2 separate regions of the Rattus norvegicus genome follow, and region 1 is linked to region 2. The links are chromatin contacts, called in public Hi-C maps. All regions are on one chromosome and are shown on one strand. The core of a region is the stretch at or near the end of the contact, and the rest is flanking DNA. Distances in the headings are between cores, read along the strand shown. Region 1 has its middle 11 kb from the start of Nxpe2. Region 2 has its middle 93 kb from the start of Nxpe2.

Evidence for each region. A called contact is a pair of places that touch in the nucleus more often than the background predicts.
Region 1: a Hi-C map of liver shows a contact between it and region 2, with 11 times the contacts expected there. The contact joins two enhancer-like sites. A contact is called at or near these places in 10 of 12 Hi-C or Micro-C datasets (the A7r5 cell line, the Rat2 cell line, frontal cortex and 5 more).

Annotation. Positions count from the first base shown.
Region 1 is chr8:57,604,552-57,609,486 of GRCr8, forward strand. It overlaps a transcript of Nxpe4 not described here. Among named protein-coding and RNA genes, the nearest start is that of Nxpe2, 11 kb to the left of the region's middle. Within about 2 kb of position 1,305, at least 45 of the 93 cell types and tissues checked have an H3K27ac peak or open chromatin away from gene starts, as enhancers often do. A contact at or near this core is called in liver, where this site is marked.
Region 2 is chr8:57,501,064-57,505,948 of GRCr8, forward strand. It overlaps a transcript of Nxpe4 not described here. Among named protein-coding and RNA genes, the nearest start is that of Nxpe2, 93 kb to the right of the region's middle. Within about 2 kb of position 1,483, at least 20 of the 93 cell types and tissues checked have an H3K27ac peak or open chromatin away from gene starts, as enhancers often do. A contact at or near this core is called in liver, where this site is marked.

The sequences.
Region 1 (4,935 bases), core at 55-2,554, 100 kb after region 2:
GCTAGGCATTCCTCTTGGCCTGCTCTCTTCTCTCTTGGTCCTCTCTTTGTCTTCTCCTCCCCCTCCCCCTCCCCCTCACCCTCACTCTCCCTCATCCCCTCCTTCCCTTCCCCCTCTTCCTCCCCTTCCTCCTCCTCCATCCTCCCCTCCCTCTCTCCCTCCTTCCTCCCCCTCCCCCTCCCCTTCCCTTTCCCTCTTCCTCTCTTTCTCGCTCTCCCTCACAGCCATGGTCAGTCTACTACTTTCTTTCCCTGCTCTGGACTCTTACAGAGGCCCCTGGCAGTAAACTCCCTTGTATCTACAATAAAAAAAAAAACCTATTCCTGAACCATACCTTGGAGTAGTCATGCCTGACACTCCAATGTGTCTCCAAGCACATGTTTTGCATCTATTTTCTTATGGACATTTGCAGGTAGAAAGATCTTTTTGGGTAAACATAATATCACCTCCCCCCAAACTTCAGCATTAGGACATTTTGATCTGTCTCAACTCAAGCCAGTTTCCTGCCTCTCCCTAGCCTGGTTTCCTGTCAGTCCTGCCAGCTGTCTGTAGCCCCTCAGGGCTCATTTCAAATGAAACAAAAAGTGTTAGCAAGACAGAATCCTTGGGAAGAGAATAAAGCTTTTATTTTCAATTAATTAATTAAATTTTAAAACTCTTTCATGCACCAACCACATCCTGAGGCTCATTTAAAAGGAAGCAGCTCTTTCCTGCTCTGCTTCCCCAATCATAGAGGGTATTTTTAAGTGCTTGAGAATCACAATTTTGCTGCCCTGCCTCCAACCCCTAGCATAGGTCAAAGGGTTGTGGGAGGGTCTGGCCCCTTCCCTCCCTGAGGCCTCACCACAGCCGGAGGCTTTCTGGAGTCTACCGCAATCATGGGCTCTCCTGCAAGCTCAGAGAAGATGCCTCAGAAGAGGCTATAGGTAGGTACAGTATCTTTATGGGTAAAGTAAGTCTCAAACGTTCCCATATTCTCAATGAGCCCCACTTAGCCTTTAAGGATTCCTTTAAAAGTTGAGTTCCAATGAGAGGGCTCCCAATGGGGACGCATGACTTGGAAGATTTCGAGTAACCTTTATTGGTGTAACAATCTTCTGATTTGTAAATGCATCCTGGAGGGCTGTGTCGAGAACTCTGAGAGTATCTCTCGCCTCAGATTACCTGATCCGCAACGTGTTATTAAGCATAAGCCGTGGCGAATATGCGCAAGAAGTACCCTGATTATTCTTACCCACTGCGCCAGTCATTTCACTGTTTCCACTCCCTTCAGCCCTGAGTCAGCTGCATTCCCAGCCGCCACCGCTGCTGTCCTTACTGCTCAGGGTTTCAAATTACATAGTCTGTTATAACCTTGGTTTCTGAGAGGTCAGACAAAACTACCAGCTTATGCCGAAGGTTCACATTACTGTAGGATCAGTGGTGCTTGGGACAGCTATCTGTAGCCCTCTGGGATTCGTTTCAAATGAAACAAAATGTGTTAGGAAGACAGGATCCCTGGGGGGGGGGGTGTAAAGTTTTTATTTTTAATTAATTAATTTTTAAAATTCTCTCATACACTACATCCTGACAGTGGTTTCCCATCCCTCCACTTAGCTCCTCACTCACCTCTCTCTCTCCCCCAAGATCCACTCATTAGAGAGAGAGAGAGGGGGGGGGGAGACCTTCCGGGAATATCACAGCATTAAAAATTACAATAAAACTAGTCACAGATCCTCACTTCAAGGTTGGATGAGGCAATCCAGTTGGAGGAAAAGGATTCCAAGAATAGAATTCCAGAGATAGTCCCCGCCCTTGCTATTAAAATTCCCACAAGAAGACCAAGCTACACCTCCATAACATATATGCAAAGGACCCTAGCTCAGACTCATACGGGCTCCATGATTGTCATTTCAGTCTCTCTGAGCCCTTAGAGTTCTGCTTAATTGATTCTGTGGGGTCTTGGTCTCTTGGTGCCTTCTGTTCCTACAGTCCTTCCTCCTCCTCTTCTGCAGGGTTCTCTAGCTCCACCTAGTGTTTGGCTGTGGTCTCTGCATCTGCTCCCATCTGTTGCGGGATGAAGCCTCTCTGATGACTTGGATTAAGTTCAATTGGTAACTTGCCTAGGAAGTGCAAGGCCCTGGGTTCGGTCCCCAGCTCCGGGGGGGGGGGGGGGAAGGGGGTGTGGGAATTTAACTCAGTGGTAGAGCGCTTGCCTAGGAAGCGCAAGGCCCTGGGTTCAGTCCCCAGCTCCGGAAAAAAAAAAAAAGTTCAATTGGTAAGTCCATGAGTGTAGCAGAATATCATTAGGGGTCATTTCATTTACCTTTTTTTTTTTTGCCAGTCTTGTTTGATTCTTTTGTGGGTCTCTGGACTGTCCAGCCTCTGGTTCCTGGCCATCCAGGTTGTGTCAGGCATTGGGCTCTCGCTCACGGTATGGGCCTCAAGTTGGACCAGTCATTTGTTGGCCACCCCCACAAATTCTGTGCCACTATTACCCCAGCACATCTTGCAGGGGGGTGGGCAGAATATAGGTCAAAGGTTTTGTGGCTGGGTTAACCTCAGCCCCATTGCTGGGAGCCGTGCCTAGTTATGGAAGGTGGACAGTCCACCTTGTAGGTTCCAGGAAAATTCCACTATACTAGTTTTCTATATCATCCTCCAAATGCTCCCCCATCACAGTTGTCTCTCCCAGTACTCTCTGCCTCTATCCCCCTCCCCTCCCACCTGATCCCTCCCGTTCCTATCACCACTGCCCTTCGGGAACCTCAAATGTCTAAAACACCATTTGAAGACATGTTCATCACCCTTAGCCACCAGGGAAATATGAATCGAAACAACTTTGAGATTCCACCTTTACCTGTCAGAATGGCTGAGATCAAAAGCCCAAGTGGTAGCTTATGCCAGCAAAGATATGGAGCAAGGGAAACACTCCTCCATTGTTAGTGGGAGCGCAGACTCGTGCACCAACTATGGAAATCAATATGGCGGTTTCTCGGGAAATTGGGAATCTATCTCAAGACCCAGCTGTAGCACTCCAGGGTATGTACACCCCAAGGATGCTCCATCGTACCACGAGGTCACTTGCTCAACTGTGCTCATAGCAGCTGGCCAGAAACTAGAAACAACCTAGATGTCCCTCAACAGAAGAATGGATAAAGAAAATGTGGTCCATTTGCACAATGGGGTGTTACTCAGATGTTTAAAAAAATGGCATCAAGAAATTTACAGGCAAATGGATGAAACTAAAAAAAAAAATCATCCTGAGTGGGGTAACTCAGATTCAGAAGGACAAACATGATACGTATTCCCTATAAGAGGATAAGGAATGAGCATTCTACAATCCACAGACCCTCGAGGCTAAGAGACAAAGATGCTAAGATCCAGGTGGGACACATGGATCTCCCTGGGAAGGGGAAATAGAATAGATTTTGAAGAATATTAAGCCTTAAAGGATATGCCTGTAGGGGCTGGAGAGATGACTCCCAGGTAAAAAGCACTTGCTATTCTTACAGAGGACCCTGGTTCAGTTTCCACACACACATAGCTGCTTACGACTAACTGTAACTCCAGTCCCAGAGGAGCCAACCCTCTCCACTGTTCTCTGCGGGCACCAGGTACACATATGGCATACGCGTGCATATGTAGGCAAGCACTCATATACTTAAACACAATTTAAAAGGAAAGGAAAGCATGCGTTCTTGAAGCTGACCCATTCTGTAGAATAGTCCACAGTGAAGACAGCCCTTATGGTCTGCTCTGTGTTGGTCTGAGAACAAGATTTAAATGAGAAAGATTGATTCTGGCTGTGACGGGGATTGACTTGTAAATGGGAATCTTATACGTTAAGCAGAACGATATTCTGGTGGATACAAAGAAGAGGTCTTGAATGTTTTGTTGATTTGATACATGGACCAATCCATGGCCTGTGGATTCCACCCCTCCACACAGTGTTCTAAGGAGTATGAATTAAAATCAGTAGGATTACAAAATTACATTGAAAAGGAATTTTCAAGCTATCTTACTTTTGAGCACAGAAGCACATGCCTTTGCTATCTAAAAGGCCACATAGTAATATTTAGTGGTTATCAGTTTATTGTTATTTCAAAGTAGGGGGCGAGAGTAAATGGCTTTGGTGGGGGAGATCAAGCCGAGGTCTCAGTATGAAGCCCATACCAGTCTTGAACTCATGGAATCCTCTGCTACTCAGTCTCCCCAGTGTTAGGGTTACATGCATTTACTATCATACCCAGCTGTAATCCCATCTGTGAAACCTGGGACAGTTGCAACATGTCACAAAGTATTGTGATTCTATTGAGCGTAGGTGGGGGGCAGTGGGCTCAGATATCTAGTGGGTGCCTGAAACCATGGAAAGTACCTACTCCATTATATACAGGTAGCTCCTGATTCATGATTCATTCTCCTAGTATTAGGGTGTTTTGGGTTGTCTGTTTGTTTGTTTGTTTGTTTGTTTGTTTGTTTTGACAATGAGAAGCAATACACAGCCAGGGTAAACCATTATTTCCTGGGCCACATGCAGGACAATACTCTCTTGTGAGTCCACACACTCACAGTCATTACTATAACCACAAGGGAAACTAGACCAGTAAGATAGCTCTGAGGGTAAAAGCATTTGCTGAACAACCCTGGTGATGTGAGTTCGATCTGTGAAACCTACATCCCAAGGGCATGGACAAGCTCCGGAAAGTTGTCCTCTGATCACCATACACTTGCCACAGCACACATGCACCTGCATGCACACACAGACGGGGGATAATAAATAAAATGGATGCTTAAAAAGAGACCCAGTGGGGTTGGGGATTTAGCTCAGTAGTAGAGCACTTGCCTAGCAAGCGCAAGGCCCTGGGTTCGGTCCCCAGCTCCGAAAAAAAGAAAAAAGAAAAAAAAAAGAGAGAGAGAGACCCAGTACTTGGAAAGCACAGGCAGGTTGATCTC
Region 2 (4,885 bases), core at 233-2,732:
TGTGGTCGCTTAGAGAACGCCGAGAGCACCTCGGCGTATGAGTGCGGCCGACTCTTAGAATCTCAGAGCAGTTCCCCAAGAGCCACTTCCTTCAGAGAGTATCACAGGGGATCTAGGACAGCCGAAATAGGAAGCTATGTGCTTCTCTCAATATTTTCGAACAGCAAACGGAGACGCTAGATTTCGTCTTGATAAGACTGCACTGGCTAGATAAACTATCGGACTGTTTTTCTGCCTGTGGCTGGGATTAGGCTCATTCTTTATGATAATGCTGGTTATCTTCTCCTGACCAGATGCCCCAATTATCAGTCAGCTCTGCCTGTCATGAAAAGCAGGAAATAATTTTATTTTAATCATCAAGTTTATTTGGTCCAAGAGATTTCTCTGGAAACAAAGGGAAAGGGCGGGGCACGGGGGAATTGATAATGGAAGTCCTTAGAAAAAAAAGATAGAAAAGCACTGTTCCCGCACCAACGCTGGCAAGGAGGAGATTGCCCAAGTGATAGTGCCAAGTTCGCGCCATGACTTATTAAAAGTAATTAACAGCAGTCTCTCTGGTTCATCAAAGGTTACTTGAGGAATAAATTTCATGAGTTAGAAAGTGGAAGAAGATCCCTGGAGACACTAAGTCTCAAGCAAGAAAGTCACTCAGAGGCTGATGTGCACCATCCAGAAAGGGTGATGATGGCTGGTGTCTATCCAGGATGGATGGAGAGATCTGTAGGAGACACACCATCGCCACGCCTCAGTGGCTAAGGCATTACTGGCTTGCTCACCCCTGTGGTAGGAAAGAAGGGAAGATCAGAAATGACCTTCAGGTTTTTGAGTGGCAATTGAAAGGTGCTGTTTGCTGAAGGAGGGAGCCAGAGAAGGGAAATAATGCCGACGCAAATATTAGGAAATCGCCTCAAGAGAGCTAGGAAGACAGAGATTCTAAGATTTACTTCTGTCCCAAGGGTCTCCAGGATGTTTGTAATGCCAAGGACACAGAAGGACAAGGGATTTCTCACAGCGGGGTCCCAGGCTTTGTGGCTGTGGAGGGAGGTCTCTGCGCAAGGCAGACGCCAGGGGTCAGTGCAGGCCCAGCTTCCCCTGCTGGAGCATCGCCGAGGTCTCCCGCCTTCAGAGCGTGTTCATTACGGAAAGAATTTAAGAGAACTCTAAACGGCAGATTCGTTTATGATAGCGGCATTTACAGGCAGTTGTAATTATAGTGTATGGAAAACAATTATTCCCTCCTAAAATTGCTCTTTTAATTTTCTCTTATTTGTCCCACGGTGAATGTTAAATAAGCCTCATTGCTTTGCAGACAGCCTCGGATATGTGCACAGAGAGAAGCTCCAAAGGATGTGTTACGAACCACACACCACGCTAACCTGCCCAGGTGCGCTCACACACGCGCACACGGGTTTCTTGTACACATGACAGGCAAGCTCTGAAGAGCACACTGGTCCAGCCAGCAGCTTCCCACCACAGCCCTATCCCTTGCGCAGCTCGGGGACGCCACGTAGAAAGCTCCGCCCCAAGCATTAGAACGTCCTCTGGAGCCACTGCTCTCTGAACCCTTCCTTTCCCTCCAAAGTCCTTGATCGTGTCTGGTATCTTCAAACTGAATTGCACCGTGGACAGACATTTTTGCTCCACAAACTTTCATCTACTTCCTTGTTCCTGGTCCCTCTCTCTGGCTATGGCTCAGGATAGTGCTTTCCCAAGGACAGTCATAAATAGAATACCTTCCCAAAAAAGCTAGTTTGCAAAGTGCTGTGTTTCCATATTCCAACCCTTACCAAAGAAAGTGGAATCCAAAGGTTCCAGAGCTGAATGTATCTTTCTGGAGACTTCTGCTACATTCTAGCACCTTGGCAGAAATGTGTTGCATTTCAAAGCGTCTTTGGACGTTAGTGAAATTTCAAAGACAAGAGGCTCTACAGAGGTCTCCAACTGTCCTTGGTGAGAGAGTAAATGTCTTTAGACTCAGACTGTGGGGCAGATGGCTGAGGATGGGAAACAAAACACATTTTCATAGTCAAGAACCAATGACCTTTAATAAAAGGATTAGGCAGTGACCTTACATAGGTTCTTGGGCCATCTTTGAGTGATTAATGTTGGTGGATGGAGGCCAAGCTCTATTAGGAAGGGATGTGGAAAGCTGTCCTCTTGACTTAAAAGTTTGCGTTGGAGAGGGGACTGTTTGCAGTTTTAGGGAAGTGTTACTTTTAATTGGTTATCTTGGCCTTGAAATGTGGTCTTGGTTGTTAAATAGCTCTCTCTCTCTCTCTCTCTCTCTCTCTCTCTCTCTCTCTCTCTCTCTCTCTCTGTTCACAGGAGGAGAGAGAGCAGGGGGAAGGAATTTCATATGAGGGAAAGGAAAATGAAAAGGATGCTGGTGCCAAGAGAGCCTTCTGTTGATGCTGGATGTTGGCAGACTGGGCTCTTCTCTATTCATCCATATTCTCTTTGCCTTGCCTTGAATGCTTAAGGGACTTCTGAATCTCTTTGTTTCCTGTTTTTACTACAAATGTATAAAATAGTCCTGAGAATGCCTGCTACTTCTTAACTAAGTGGGTCTTTTTTGTTTGTTTGTTTGTTTGTTTGTTTTAACCTGTTAGGGCTACTATAACCAAGTGCCAGAGTTTGGGTAAGTTACACACAATCAGAAGTTTATTTCTTACAGTTTTGGAGCCTGAGAAGTCTGAGATCAAGATGCTAACACTTTAATTGTCTGGCTCCTTATAGCAGCGCTTCTCTTACAGTGCTCTCACAGGGCAGAGAGGCCAGCAAGCCTACTGACTTGGTGGTACAATCCCATTCTTTGATGAGGGTACTAATCCCATTCATAATGAAAGGTCCTTCCCAAGCGGGAGAATCTTACTCGAGTACCAGGATGACGCAAACCCAAGAACTCATGAGCAGCCAGTCTTGATGCAATCAGGCAAGAGGTATATTCAGGAAGCCAGAGCTCTGGGGACTACATGTATCTCACACAGAAGACAGAGGAGTCGAGCCCCGAACTCAGGGCTCATTTTATAGAGAATATCACTCAGGTGGGAATCAGTAGGTGTGTAACAATTTCATTGGCTCGTTCAAATTGGCACACTCTATCTAAACACAAGTTTAGTCAACTTATCTAAGCAAACCATTTCCCTGTTCTTGTCTTAGAATTACTGAACCAGCCCTAATCCGGGCCAGATGATCTCCTGGTTAGCCTATTTCTTGGAACAGAAGGCCATGTCCTCAGGTTGGGTATGAGTAGGTCTCTGAGTGCTGTAGTGGGGTCAACTAAAAATTTTCCATTCTTACAATAACTAGTTTTCCTCTCAGGACACAATCATCTCCAGATACTGTCAAATTGGCATTCGTGTTTCAACACAGGAGAGTGTAGACATGGAGCTGAGGGAACCAGAGTCATTCCCACTGTAGTACCCAAGGCTCGGGAGATTCATAGAAGAGATACCTGAATTTTCCTTCTCCATGTGCCTTTAAAAGTGCCCATGAAGAATACCAGGTGCTGTTAGGAAGTGGATACAATGCTTTTAAAACATAGATTCCAGGACTTCCAAAAGTAGTGGTTCTTAGTAAAACATGTATGTTCATAAAATTTGAGAATCGAAAAAGAACTAAAATGTATAGAAAAATGAAAAATGTAGTCTAGTATATTCTTAAATTACTTATAAAAATGTATAAACAAAGTATCTGGATTACTGTGTGCGTTTACATTTTGCTAAATTATTTGATAATTAGTTAGGGCCTCCCTACCATGGCTTTAGAATTAACTATTCAAAGAAGGGCTCTGACCTGAGTTTTCTCCTCTAAGTCCTGCTCAGATCCCTTTGGTCTCCTAATCCTATTGTTAAGGAAGAAACAGAAGGACATTTGGATGAAATCTGAGGCTGTGGTTCATTCTTCAGGTAGGAAAGTGTGCCGAATAGTCCCACCTCACTTCCTAAGGTGTCGCTCCATTTACCTCTTGGCATGGCTTGAATGTGGTTCATCCTCTCCAAAGCTCATGGAGAGACTCAAGTCCCATTCTGGAGATCTTGGGAAGTGGGCCCTTTAATAGCTGAGGTCTATAAGAGGGATTCATGGCATTCCCACGGGAGTGAGTTCACTATCACAAGAATAGGTTATCATAGAGAGTCTGTTGTCATAATTCTCTTTTACTGTTGTGAGGCAGCATGAAACACTCAAGGGCAATCAGGTGGATGCTGGAGCCATGCTCTTGAACCTCCTACTCTCCCAAACTGTGAGCCAAATAAATTTTCTGCTTTATGCATTACCCTACCTAGAACAGAAAACACATTTGTATACTTCTTCCTTCTTGCGGTGGTTTGAATACACATGGTCCTCAAAGGCTCTCAGGGAGTACCACAATTAGAAGGTGTGGCCTTGTTGGAGTAGGTGTGGCCTTGTTGGAGTAGGTGTGGCCTTGTTGGAAGAGATGCATCACTGCAGCGGGGAGAGTGGTCTTGGAGACCTCAGAAGCTCAAACCACACCTAGTGGCTCACATTTCTTTTCCTGCTTCCTGCCGATCAAGATGTAGAACCCTGAGCTCTTTCTCCTCCAGCAACATTCCTGCCTTCAAGCCACCATGCTTCCCACAGTGGCCTAAACCTCTGAACCTGTAAGCCAGCCCCAATGAAATATTTTCCTTTGTAAGAGTTGCAGTAGTCACGGTGTCTCTTCACAACAGTAGAACATCACGAAGACACTTCTCTAGAAGCTAAAAGTGTTGTCTAAATGGGATTTATTCATCTGAACTTTATTCATCTATACATTCTTTATGGGTCAGATTCATTGAACTAGTTTCTACTATATACCTAAAATGGTAGTGCAGGACTAAACAAGGATGTGGTAAGTACAAGTACACATCCTACACATGGTTGG